Linked DNA regions of Mus musculus: regions 1, 2 and 3 are each linked to region 4. Evidence: chromatin contacts called from public targeted proximity ligation data. All regions are on one chromosome and are shown on one strand. The core of a region is the stretch at or near the end of the contact, and the rest is flanking DNA. Distances in the headings are between cores, read along the strand shown.

Evidence for each region.
Region 1: a targeted proximity ligation map of bone marrow-derived macrophages shows a contact between it and region 4, with 4 times the contacts expected there. A contact is called at or near these places in 2 of 39 promoter capture datasets (the C10 cell line and liver), 4 of 130 datasets of targeted methods (bone marrow-derived macrophages, embryonic limb bud, embryonic stem cells and 1 more) and 2 of 9 other capture datasets (embryonic stem cells and liver).
Region 2: a targeted proximity ligation map of pancreatic cancer cells shows a contact between it and region 4. A contact is called at or near these places in 7 of 39 promoter capture datasets (the 3T3-L1 cell line, 3T3-L1-derived adipocytes, the C10 cell line and 3 more), 6 of 484 Hi-C or Micro-C datasets (the N1E-115 cell line, adipose-derived mesenchymal stem cells, bone marrow-derived macrophages and 3 more), 7 of 130 datasets of targeted methods (astrocytes, bone marrow-derived macrophages, embryonic forebrain and 3 more) and 2 of 9 other capture datasets (adipose tissue and liver).
Region 3: a targeted proximity ligation map of embryonic stem cells shows a contact between it and region 4, with 2.8 times the contacts expected there. A contact is called at or near these places in 2 of 39 promoter capture datasets (hippocampal neurons and trophoblast stem cells) and 3 of 130 datasets of targeted methods (astrocytes, bone marrow-derived macrophages and embryonic stem cells).

Annotation. Positions count from the first base shown.
Region 1 is chr19:16,371,954-16,374,753 of GRCm38.p6, forward strand. The region is part of intron 5 of Gnaq (guanine nucleotide binding protein, alpha q polypeptide); the gene reads left to right. Among named protein-coding and RNA genes, the nearest start is that of Mir496b, 58 kb to the left of the region's middle.
Region 2 is chr19:16,324,824-16,327,523 of GRCm38.p6, forward strand. The region is part of intron 3 of Gnaq (guanine nucleotide binding protein, alpha q polypeptide); the gene reads left to right. Among named protein-coding and RNA genes, the nearest start is that of Mir496b, 11 kb to the left of the region's middle.
Region 3 is chr19:16,490,257-16,493,050 of GRCm38.p6, forward strand. The region is part of intron 1 of Gna14 (guanine nucleotide binding protein, alpha 14); the gene reads left to right. It also overlaps the pseudogene Gm8222. Among named protein-coding and RNA genes, the nearest start is that of Gna14, 56 kb to the left of the region's middle.
Region 4 is chr19:15,983,639-15,986,517 of GRCm38.p6, forward strand. It overlaps Cep78 (centrosomal protein 78), which reads right to left and starts at 1,351. Exons shown (of 15, transcript NM_198019.2): 1 at 975-1,351. The coding sequence starts at 1,242. It overlaps C130060C02Rik (RIKEN cDNA C130060C02 gene), which reads left to right and starts at 1,437. Exons shown (of 3, transcript NR_045355.1): 1 at 1,437-1,654; 2 at 2,869-2,879.

The DNA of each region.
Region 1 (2,800 bases), core at 63-2,562, 390 kb after region 4:
ACCCAGGACTCTGCTTCCTCCCTATAGATTGTGTCATCTGAAAGAGTTAAGGATCCTGTTGTCAGCTTGGTCTGGTTTGGTAGTTTGGTTTGTGAGAAAGAGCGTGTGTGTATTGGTGACAGAGCAGTGAGGTGGAAAGGCTGTTGAAAGTGTTGTTCCAAGCTTAGTTTTGTTGCCTGGACAGCGAGAAGCACCAGCGTGTTGACGAGGAATCGGAAAATGCAGCCTTTGCCCATGAGCAGCAGAGCTCCACTGGACAGACGTGAGATGCCGTTGGGTTAGGCCCTTCAGGAACTTTTTATGCAGACGTGGACCAGACTCTAGCCTGTGGAAAACCGGCTTTCAAGGGGACTAGGGCCCTGTGAACATGCCCTGGCCTGTTCCTGGATATTGCACCTGAGTGGTTAGTTACAACAGGACCCCTAGTGTTGGAGCCATACAGATGTGTGTGTTCTTCATAGAGCCTACCATGTTTGCACCATGCTTGTCCCCAGTATACACTGCAGATAAGGAGAAAATGGCCTCTGTAACCCAAACAGAGGCTTTTCTTCTTTAGTGCACAGGTTCTTGGAGTCAGAAGCCCTGGGGAATGGTGCACTTGGAGCATGGCCCCTTCAGGTTCTGGAGCTTGTGTTTCCTCTGCTTCACATTCACACTTCACAGCCTTTCATTCTGTCAAGCTTCAACCCAAAGTCGCCCTTGATCCTGGTCTGACTGATTCCCATCACATCCTTCCTTCATCCATGTGAGCCGTGAGTCCTGTAGTGGTATAGCTGCCTGCAGTTCCAGGCAGGGGCTGTTACCAGCACAGTGGATCCAGCCGGAAACAGGTGGAAGACCCAGAGGCCCAGAGAAGTGTGGGAAAAGCCACGGAACCTGGGCCTGAAGGATTAGAAGTTGGAGCTCCTATGGGTCAGTGGGTCAACAGAGTGCACTGTAAGCTGGCAGTGACACGGGATCTCTATATGGAGGAGAACATTTGTGAAGAGGCTCGGATTAGGTTGGTCTGTGAATCAGGCAGTGTCAAGCTGTGAGTGTCAGGCTAGGACTAGTACTTTATTTAGCCTGCGGCTAGCAGTCATGTATTAGGAGAAAACATTACAGAGCATTACAGTGATGAGGGGTAAGAACTATCCTTGTGGCCTTAAGCAGGGCTCAACCAAGGAATGAGATTTCTGGCCACACTCTCTTGCTGCAATGACAGACAGGCAGGGCCAGGACTAGGAGTAGACAGCTGTGGCTGACTACTACAGTGTGGGCTGGGAACTTCCTTTTTCCATGTCTGCATGGTGGCTTCATAGAGTCTAGACATCTGTGGCCAAGCACATGGCCTTTCTCTGTGACCCCGAAAGGAAGAAAGAGCAGGCACACCCCCACCCTAGCAGGTGGCTTCCGTCTCTTGTGCCCCGTTCCAGCATTCAAAGCTACACAGCTGAGTTCAGAAGTACTAGCTGAAGGGAAAGTGATAGAAAGGCTCCTTGGGGCTAGGTGGAGGCCATGGCAACTAGTTAGCGCAGAATATTGTCCACCACAGTGAAGCCTGTACTGGGTCCTCTTTGATCCTCTTGGGCAGTTTCTATTAAAAACCTAAGAAGAGGCTGTGAGACTGTGTGCCACCCCCGCCCCTGCCCAGCCTGCTTTGTCTTAGGAGTGAGCAGGCACTCAGTGCTTCCCTCATTGTCCACACTGCATTTCTCCTTGACCCTCCTGTCCTTACAAACTACAGAGAGGAAGAGCTGTGTGCTTCCTCGGACACACTGCTCCATCCATTGGGACATTGGATGGAGAAAGAGGAACAGAGAAGATGCTGCAGCGAGCAGAAAGAGCAGGCAGGCTTCTCTTTACCATGGAACTGAACCAGTCTTTTCTTAACGGCGAGGGAGGCTTAGTCTTACTAAAAAGGACAAAGCTTTTTTCTTACAGATTTGGGTTTGATTCATTTAGCAATTAAAGGGCAGACATTTTTCTCTATGCTTACTTTTTATTCAGAATAACTGAGTGCTTTCTGCACTGGCGCCTGGGCTTTTGCTTCATATGCATATGTAAGTACGGATGTATGTGTGTAAGCATGTAAATTGATTAGATAGACTGTTGGGCCCAACAGATAAGTATGAATGTGTATATATGAATATATGTGAGTTTATTCATATTTTTTGTATAAAGGATTTTCCTCCTGCAAGCCTGACTCTCTTCTCTTGGTTCAATAAAAATTTATTGCTCTAAACCTCCAGTCCTGCCTGACAAGTGAGAGGCGAGGCTTCTGGGCAAGAGAGGAAAAAGCCCTAGTGATTAACCCTTTCCTTAGCCCCTTGCTATTAGGCTACAGTGGAATCTCCCAAGCCAGCAGTTTTTAACCTCAGAATAAGCAAGAAAGGTTTTAGGATTTTAAAGAAGCTATCAACAAGCATTCAGTATAGTCAGAGAGGTAGAAGGCCAGAGACCATCAGTCTTTAAAGCTACCTCTATATCCAATGCTGTGTGCAGCTTCAAACCATTTCAGGCCAGGCAGGCCCCCAACATGGAGAAAAGTGGGCCCCAGCACTGAAAGGTCAAAGAGGGTGCAGTGGGTTGAGGAAGGAGCAGTGCCCCTAGGTGAGAGATTACCTTAGAAAAGTTCTAAAAAGCTACACTGTGGCTTTTTAGAGAAGCCCTGTCTAATGGGTGAATATAGCCCTTTGTGTGGGTTAAGCCCACTTGTTAGAAAGACTCACTCTGTCCTTCCAGTTTTCCAGAATGGGCTGCTAGGGACGAGCCTGAACTGCGTCTTTTCTGGTTTGCATCCCTTCAAGGCAAGCAGTTA
Region 2 (2,700 bases), core at 43-2,542, 340 kb after region 4:
CCCACTTTCAAAGAAGTTATTCTCTGGTTTACCATGGACTTTGATTAAAAGGTATTAGTTGAAAAACTAAGAAAATTCTGTGCCATTTCTGATTTCTTTACTCTTATTTCTTCTCTTTTCTGCCTCTAGCATCCCCCACCCTTTTGTGCACATAATTCCCTACTGCAGTTCATGATCACCTATCCTTTCTTATTACATTCTTAGTTAGCAAGTTACACTTGGGTACTTAATTGTTTCTCAATTGATTCATCTGTACTATCTTTGCTTCCCAGGTAGTCTGACATCCCTAAGGCAAAGAAGTATATTTTAATGTATTTTCATACCAGTTCCTTGTGCCAGCCACCAACTCCCATCAAAGACACGCGGAATTAGAATTTAACATAATACATTCTCATTAAACAGGTATATGTTATCTGAATTAAGCATAGTCACTGCACAGCAAGGCAGATAAGAAGCAACATTCTATTGTTTCTTGGTGTTTCAGAATTGGGTCAGAATTAATCAACACCCTTGAAAGCTGTCTTACAAGAAAATAAATTAGAAAAACTCAGTAGGGGAACTAAGGGCCTCTTTTGCCTTCCTCTGTCTCTCTCTTTGGATTTTGTTGTTTCCTTTTGTTTCCTACTTAAGAGACAGTCCATTTGTGTTGCACCAGTACAGTACCTCAGGCTCCCTGCCACAAACAATCCTGCTTAGCTCCCCTCTCCCCACCCCAGTAGTAAGGGCTATAGGTGTGCATTGTTGTGCCTGGCTGTGTGTGTATCTAATACAGGCTTTGTCTGTTTCTTTGTGCAATATAGTTGTGAATCTGTTGCTCTTGGCCTTGTCCTGGACTCAACACTGGGGTCTGCCTGGCACACAGAGTTGCTCGGTCCCACTGGTCTCTTTGATAATCATTTTGAACAGTATGTATATAGAATTAATATGTTGAGTCTCTTTCCTAAATGCTAAGTTCTTTTCAGGATACTCAGGATATTTGCTAAGGGGAAAAAATACTTTGTGAATTGTTGTAGTTCTTTTGTCAAAGAGAGTCGGGACCCATTCTCCCTTCCCTTTCTCTTTACTGTGGAGATTACTCTCCCCTGAGATAACGTTCTGAAGAATCGGGATCCATAACACTACTTTGTGGCCTTTGCCTTGCACTTGGGATTTCCTATGAAAAGCAAACAACGTTATGTCCAAAACTACCCGTAATAAATGCTACCGGTCACTGAGCACTAGCCATGAGGAACGCTTACTTCCCTTTTACCCACTGAGTTCACTTGAGACGGGAGTGCTTGTGTAATGAGTAACTGCATTCAGCTAACAAGCTGAACCAGATTCCTGGCCAATCAGATCAGAGGGAGGAGGGCCGCTCCATCCAGGCCTTCAGACCTGGGTTGCTTTGAACCTTGTCTCAGGGTAGTAGATTTCAGAACTGTCACTAAACCATTTTTTAAAGGTCTCTCTAACAATGTTCCAGTGGTTTGGTTTTTTGTTTTGTTTTTTTAACTCTTTTTCTCTGGAATTTTGTGCTCATCCAGCTCTGGACAGAGCTGTGTCTGGGCTTCTTCCTTGCCTTCGCTGCTTTCTGACAGTCAGATAGGATCTCATGGCATGATCTAGCTTTCTACTCCCAAGGGACTGGGCCTCTCACAATGAGGTCTTGTTAATTTTTTTTAATGAAGGCGACCTAGTTTTTGTAACCTTCTTTTTAATAATTAAAAATATGAAGCCTACCCAGCATCATTTTTCTGTGCCACGATTTTATCTTCATATCGAACTTGAACTGCAAATCTGTAACATGGCAGCCTTGCCATGGAGACACTTAATAGGGGTTAAAATCCCCCAGTGCCAAATATCTGCCCAGTGAGCATGCTGTTAATGCCACAAGGCACTGTTTTATCTTGTGTTTAGCTGGGTTTGCATCACATGCCAGAAACTTCTTTTCTTACTTACTACCCACAGGTCCTTTTTTCTTAATGGTGTACTTGCTAAGGTCTGTCTATATGCCTCTAACTTTTTCTTTAAAACTTTTTTTTAAAAAAAGCTAGTTCACTTATATGTTGCCAAATCTTATTCTGGGTTGCTTTCATTTAAAACTGGGAGGGACAATTGAGTTGTTCAAAGTTACTCTTATGCTCACAGTAGCTCAAATTTGCTATGGACAGACAATCATTAAAATTAATGATCACTTAGAATCATATCCCAAGCAAAAAAAAAGTCAAATTTAATTTGATTTGGTCATATTATTTTACCGAAGTCTCAGCTTTACTCTTTACTTTTAATAATTCAAAGCATGGGTATAGCTCCTTTTTTCTAAACTTAAAACTTTATTGTTTACAGCAAGAGATGATCCTGAAGTTAATTGTAACAAGAAAGCAAGCTAGTGGGCGTGGCTGCCTTCATCCACTCATGTATTCAAACATGCTACAGGGAGATGTTTGGGGATTATTACTTGGAATTTTATGATGACTTAACCCAAATAAAATCTTGGGCAAACTCCTTGCATAGCCCATGAATTTATCCAAGAGCTTTCATATCTTTCGCTTCTACCATAAAGCTGTAAGTCTAGTGTGCCATTAAACTCCAGGTGACTCTGTTGCTGTGGGAGAGGAACTGTGAGATTACTTTAGCTCTTTCTTTGCCCTCCCTTCCTTTTACTGAAAACCAACAGAACCCTATATAACTTTGCTCCATTCAGGAGATTCTCTCAGACAT
Region 3 (2,794 bases), core at 90-2,589, 510 kb after region 4:
CAAAACACTCTCGGGTTCTGGTTTGTCTGTTTTGGATTCTTGAGAAAAGTCTCACTAGGTAGCCCAGGCTAGCCTCGAACTCTCCAAGTAGCCCGAGCTGACCTTATACGTGTGGTCCAACTGTTTTTGACTAGAGGGCCAGAGACCCTATTTTCGAGCCATTTGTGTTGATATCTCAGTGTGGTCCAGTTTTAACCTGATGGCCCGCACACAGGAAACAAAGCTAAGTCCTCTCCCACAGCAAAATGTTCTTGGGATGACCGTCCTAAGTCAGTGTCTCTTCATGGCGAACATAATCCACAATGTCTGCTTGTTGGAACACCACAATTGCCACAAGGTCCACTTTTCTGCCCTTTGCTGCCACCCCAAAACCCAGAGGAATATCCGCCATGGAATAAACCACTTCTCCCTGGTACTGACACGTGTTTTCAGTAATTCTAACCAGACTGGATTTCAACACATGGTTTCCATATAAGAAGGACTGCTCTGCTCCCGGCTTTATCCACACTTTATATTTGGCATAGGGTGCAGGGTAATCCAGAGCTGTAATGTGCAAATGGAACTTGGGGGTCTTAGTAAACTTTCCAAAACGCGTCCCCAGCTCCTCAGCAACACTAGCTTATCTCTGGAGATGTTGGCGGCCAGCTTCAGCATCATCTCACTCACATAGTACACTCGGTCGGTCGTTGTGCAGCTGGAAACAGTAAGTGCCGTCGGGTCTGTCCACCAGGAGTTGTAGATTCTCTCCAGTGTATTTCGCAATCTTCTCAAACATTACCCGGATCTCTTCTTCAGTCAAAGGCCTCATTTTCCCCGCTAGTTTGGCTCCTGGGACCCTTGTGTCTGGAGAGCTGGAAGCGGAAGTCAAAGGTTTAGTTTTTAAATTATTGTTATTTATCCACGGAGACCAGAAGGTGTCAGGCCTCCTGCAGCTGAAGTCCCAGTGGTTAGGAACCTCCTGAGGTGCTGCGAGCTGAACTCCTGTTTTCTGCAAGCACAGGGAATGCTCTTAACCGCGGAGCTCTCTCCAACTCTAAATGCCACTAGGAATTTTGGAGAGGAGGTGATGAGGGTCTCCTCAGAATTCCACGGACACTAGACACAATGGTTAGGCAGTTCTGCATCTGTCCATAGCTACCCTCATAGAGAGGACAACTGTGGTCAGACTCAAAATGTCTTTTGTGTGTTTTGTTTTTAATTTCCACCCTGTCAACTCACAATATGCAATAAAAACGATGAAAGTCACAAATGGAAGTTTACAGGAATTTCATAAGCTTAGAGTAATTTATTTTGGCGTCTGGACTGAGAGGAGTCCAAAGTTCCCGAACTAGGGGTTTGTGTGGCCTGCTGACCTGGGCAGTAACCCGAGCTTGCTTTTCTTCCCGGCTGCCCCTCCTGTCCTAACCCAACCTAGTTGGTAAGCCTTGCCTTTATTTTCTGAGCAAATTCACAAAACAAAGGAGATGCTGTCTTTTCAGGCGTTTGGGGGGAATTACGCCAATTAGAGATGGGGTGAGGCTCTTAAGCATTTCCCAGATTCCTAAGTGCTGCCTGGCAATTTCTGAGCATCCATTCATGTGCAATTTGTGCAAACAAGTTTCAGGTGCTAGTGCCGGAAGAAACCCAAGGGTATTCTAATTCAACGTGCTCCACAGAGCTGTGAAAACCCTGGCCTGGCAGTTAGTGGTGTTTCCATAAACACAGCCAATGGTTTCTTAATGTAATTAATTAATTTTTCATGTGTATGAGTGCTTGACTGCCTGTATGTATAGATGTGTATCACATGCTTGCCTGGTGAAGAGGGGTTCCAAGAGTCCCCTTGGAACTAGAGTACACACAGTTGTGACTACCATGTGGATGCTGGGAACCAAACCCAGCTGATCTGCAAGAGAAGCAAATGCTCTTAGTCACTGAGCCATCTTTCCAGTCCTATGCCAGTGGCTTTTGAGTACATCCTGGAAACTGCTCAGAGCCTGAGAATACAAAGACTAGCAGGACAAGGCCTCTGACTTTACCCAGTTCAATGCCTTGAGGGGATTTCGGAAATACAGACAAATATCCAGGCCATCGCAGACACACTGTGCAATGAGGGAAGTGGAAGGCATCAAGCGATAGCAGTGGAGTAATGAATTCAAATCTTGTGGCAAACTGGGACAAAGCAATAGAGATCTATTTTGGAAAAGTTCTGTGTCTAGTGTGCCAGAGAGAACAAAAGGAAATCCAGATCTAACTGCTGTAAAAGATGGGTGAGTAAACCCTCATCAGATGATGGCTTGAGCTTCAAGTTCAAGGTGATGGGCAAGCTCTCCAGAGAGTCAGATGGATGGTCCAGGATTAGACTTTACTCTGGTGGGTAAGGAGAGATAATGATATCTTTGATAGAAACTAACTGAAGAGAGGGAAAGGGTGTGAAATCGTTGAGGGTAGTGATAAGGATGAGAGACAAGTAGATTTGAAACAGAAGCAGAAAAGCAACTGGTGCCTTTCCATACTGTCACTGAGGAAGCACACCAGTCAAACATGTTCCACAGTTATCTGGGGACTTATTTTGTGCCTGAAAGCTTTGGGTGTAATGAGCAAACATGGGGAAGGGACAGTGTAATGAGATGTTCCCCTTTAAGTCTTGGGCATTTGAGAACTTGGTCCCCAGTTTGTACCTGTTTGGGAAGGATTAGGACCAGGGCCTTGTTGAAGGAGTATGTCACTGGGGTCGGCTTAAGGTTTCAAAAGGCTCGTGCCATTCCCCAGTGTGATCCAGAAAGTATCCCAGGAGAGAATGTGTGGAGGAGCAACG
Region 4 (2,879 bases), core at 101-2,600:
CATATATATTGGATGGTAATTTTTTTTTTTTGGCTTCTGGGCGGGTGTTCATGAATGACCATAGAAGCACCACAAAGACTTGGCTGGGAGTTACAAAAATTCAAATGAAAGGAACTTGTAAATACGTTATCTGCAAATAACCAGAGTCAACTGTTTTACAACGGGTTCGTCAAAAATAATAGTTCCAGTCGGGCAGTGGTGGCGCACGCCTTCAATCCCAGCACTCGAGAGGCAGAGGCAGGCCAGACTCTGAGTTCAAGGCCAGCCTGGTCTACAGAGTGAGTTCCAAGATAGCCAGGGCTACACAGAGAAACCCTGTCTCTCAAATAAATAAATAAATAAATAAATAAATAAATAAATAAATAAATAAATAAATAAATAAAAGAAACAAATAATAATAGTCCCTTGGGCTGGAGAGATGGCTCAATGGTTGGACATACTTGCTGCTCTTGCAAAGGATGCGAGTTCGGTTCCCAGCATCCATATGGTGGTTCACATATGGACTCCGACCTCTTACCCCCTTTTCTGTACTCCGCAGGCACTGCACACACATAGTGCACATACACACGCGAAGGCAAAACCCTCAAATATTTTTCTAAAAATCAAAAAAGACGTCCCTGATTATTTTTTTGTTATACATTTTTTTCTTTCCATCTTTAACCTTCTCCTTTTCTGTATTAAACTTGCAATTACGAATGAAGGGAGATTGTACATTTAAACCCCTAAAAGAAGAGAGGGCAGGGACCATTTGCTAAATTATCACGCATATTCCCCTCGGGGTGCAGAGTTGGTCATCCTCGCTGTAATAAGGGGCAGTGTCGAGTTCTACTCCCTAGCTTGACTACTCCAGACAACGGACCGAGGCGGCAACCTGCAAGGGAGGCGGCGGCAAAAACTCCTTTGTGGCTAGGTGGAGGCCGCTTCGCAGGCTGATCCTGCACCGGGCTCCCACTTCTCCGACCAAACCCTCGCACCTCCGGACCGCAGAACTGTTTCCCCGAGCCACGGCTGGAAGGAGCTCTTGATGGCCACCAGCGGCAGGTCGCGGTTCACCCTGAGCGTGCTGAGCAGCGGTGCCCAGTCCACCGCGCGCAGCCGGTCGGCATTGAAGTCCAGCACGCCGTCCCGCAGGCAGGCGCGCACGGCGGGCAGCGGCACGGAGTCCTGCAGCGCGCACAGGTACTCGTAGTGCGAGAAGAAGTCGGCCGCGCAGTCGCGCCGGAGCTTCACCGAGTCGATCATGACCGGCAACCCCGGGGACCTCCACCAGCCGCCCCGCGCCGCCTCCCGCCACGCCTCGGGCGGTTAGCGCCCGCTCTGGGAGCCGCCGCCGCCGTTCTAGTCACCGGCGAGCTCCCGCGGGCGACGTGCGCATGCGTCGGCGCGCTCGCTGTGCGTCAGAGCGCGGGCCACGCCCACCCGGGCTCGCTACGTCCAACGCGCCATCAGCTGGAGGCGAGTAGATGCTCTGCAGTGAGCGCGCCTCTGGGTACCAAAAGTGAGGTGCAATGGAGTGACGACCTGAGAACCGGGCTTGACCTGAGAACTGAGAAGCGGGTTTAGCCTCGAGAAGACTGTTAGAAGCGCTCAACTGTTTATGCTTCCTCACCGAGAGAAGTCACAAGAAGAATTTCCCAACACGTATGCAAACCAGGTGGCTTCCTTCCTCTCTTCTTTGGGTTAGGCAAAGCTAGAGTTTAGCTTAGTATCCTCCATTGATGGTGGATATTTCTCTCCCTCTCTATCTCTCTATGTGTTGTTTGAGACAACGTTTCTCTGTATAACAGTCCTGGCTGTCCTGGAACTCACTTTGTAGACTAGGTTGGCCTCGAACTCTTACTAGTTTTCAATGTTAGTACTCTAAATAAACTCGAAGACGACTCCTGTATCACAGAGAGACCATAATTTCATTACGGTTTTATTATTAATGATTTTAACAGAGTTAGTAACATTGAGCATAATAGCTATGGAAAGTGAACTTGGGATTCACTCAGCAGTGGTTAAGTTGAGCTATTTTATTCCCTATGTCATGTTATTTAGTTATGCATTAAAATGAATTACTTTGAGCAGAAACAAAGTGAACTCTGGGTAATAAATACATCAGTCTGTTTTATTCTTTTTAAGGATTTATTTATGGGTACGTGCCTGTATGCTATCTGTGTGCAAGTGTCCAGAGTGACCAGAAGAAGGCATCAGATCCTCTGGAACTGGTGTTACAGGTGGTAGTGAGCCAGTCAGTGTAGGTGCTGGGAACCAGACTCAGAGCCTCTGAAAGAAGAGCTGTCTCTAGCCACCATTTCAGTTACATTTGTAAAAGATTTGCTTATATTTTTATTCAGTGTGTGTGTGTGTGTGTGTGAGTGACACGTGTACACAGTGCTTAGGGATATCAGAAAGGGGCGTCAGATGCCTTGGACCTGAAGTTATAGGCATTTGAGACATTTGTGACCCACCCACCATAGGTGCTGGGAATGGAACCCAGTCCTCTGGAAGGGCAGTTAAGTGCACCTAAGTGCTAAGCCATTTCTCTGAAATACTTTAAAGCACATTTATAAATTCCTGAGGTATGAGTTTGATTTTCTGTTTATAAGGCATACTATATTCAAGAGACATTATGAATGACAGGCTAAATGTCCACAGTTAAGTCTTTTGTGTCCTCATTCACTTCTTTTAAAACATAAGTTTGTTGTTTTTAGTCTGTCATTGGTAACTGCGAAGTGTTCTCGTAAATGGAAGGCTCTATTCTGGCTTTTGTTTCTTTTGGATGGATGATGAAGATTGTGGCTAACACTGATAACTAGTACTTTTTATTTCTGTAGCATTGTTTATTTATTTTATTTTATTTTATTTTATTTTACTTTGATACAGTGTCTTGCTAC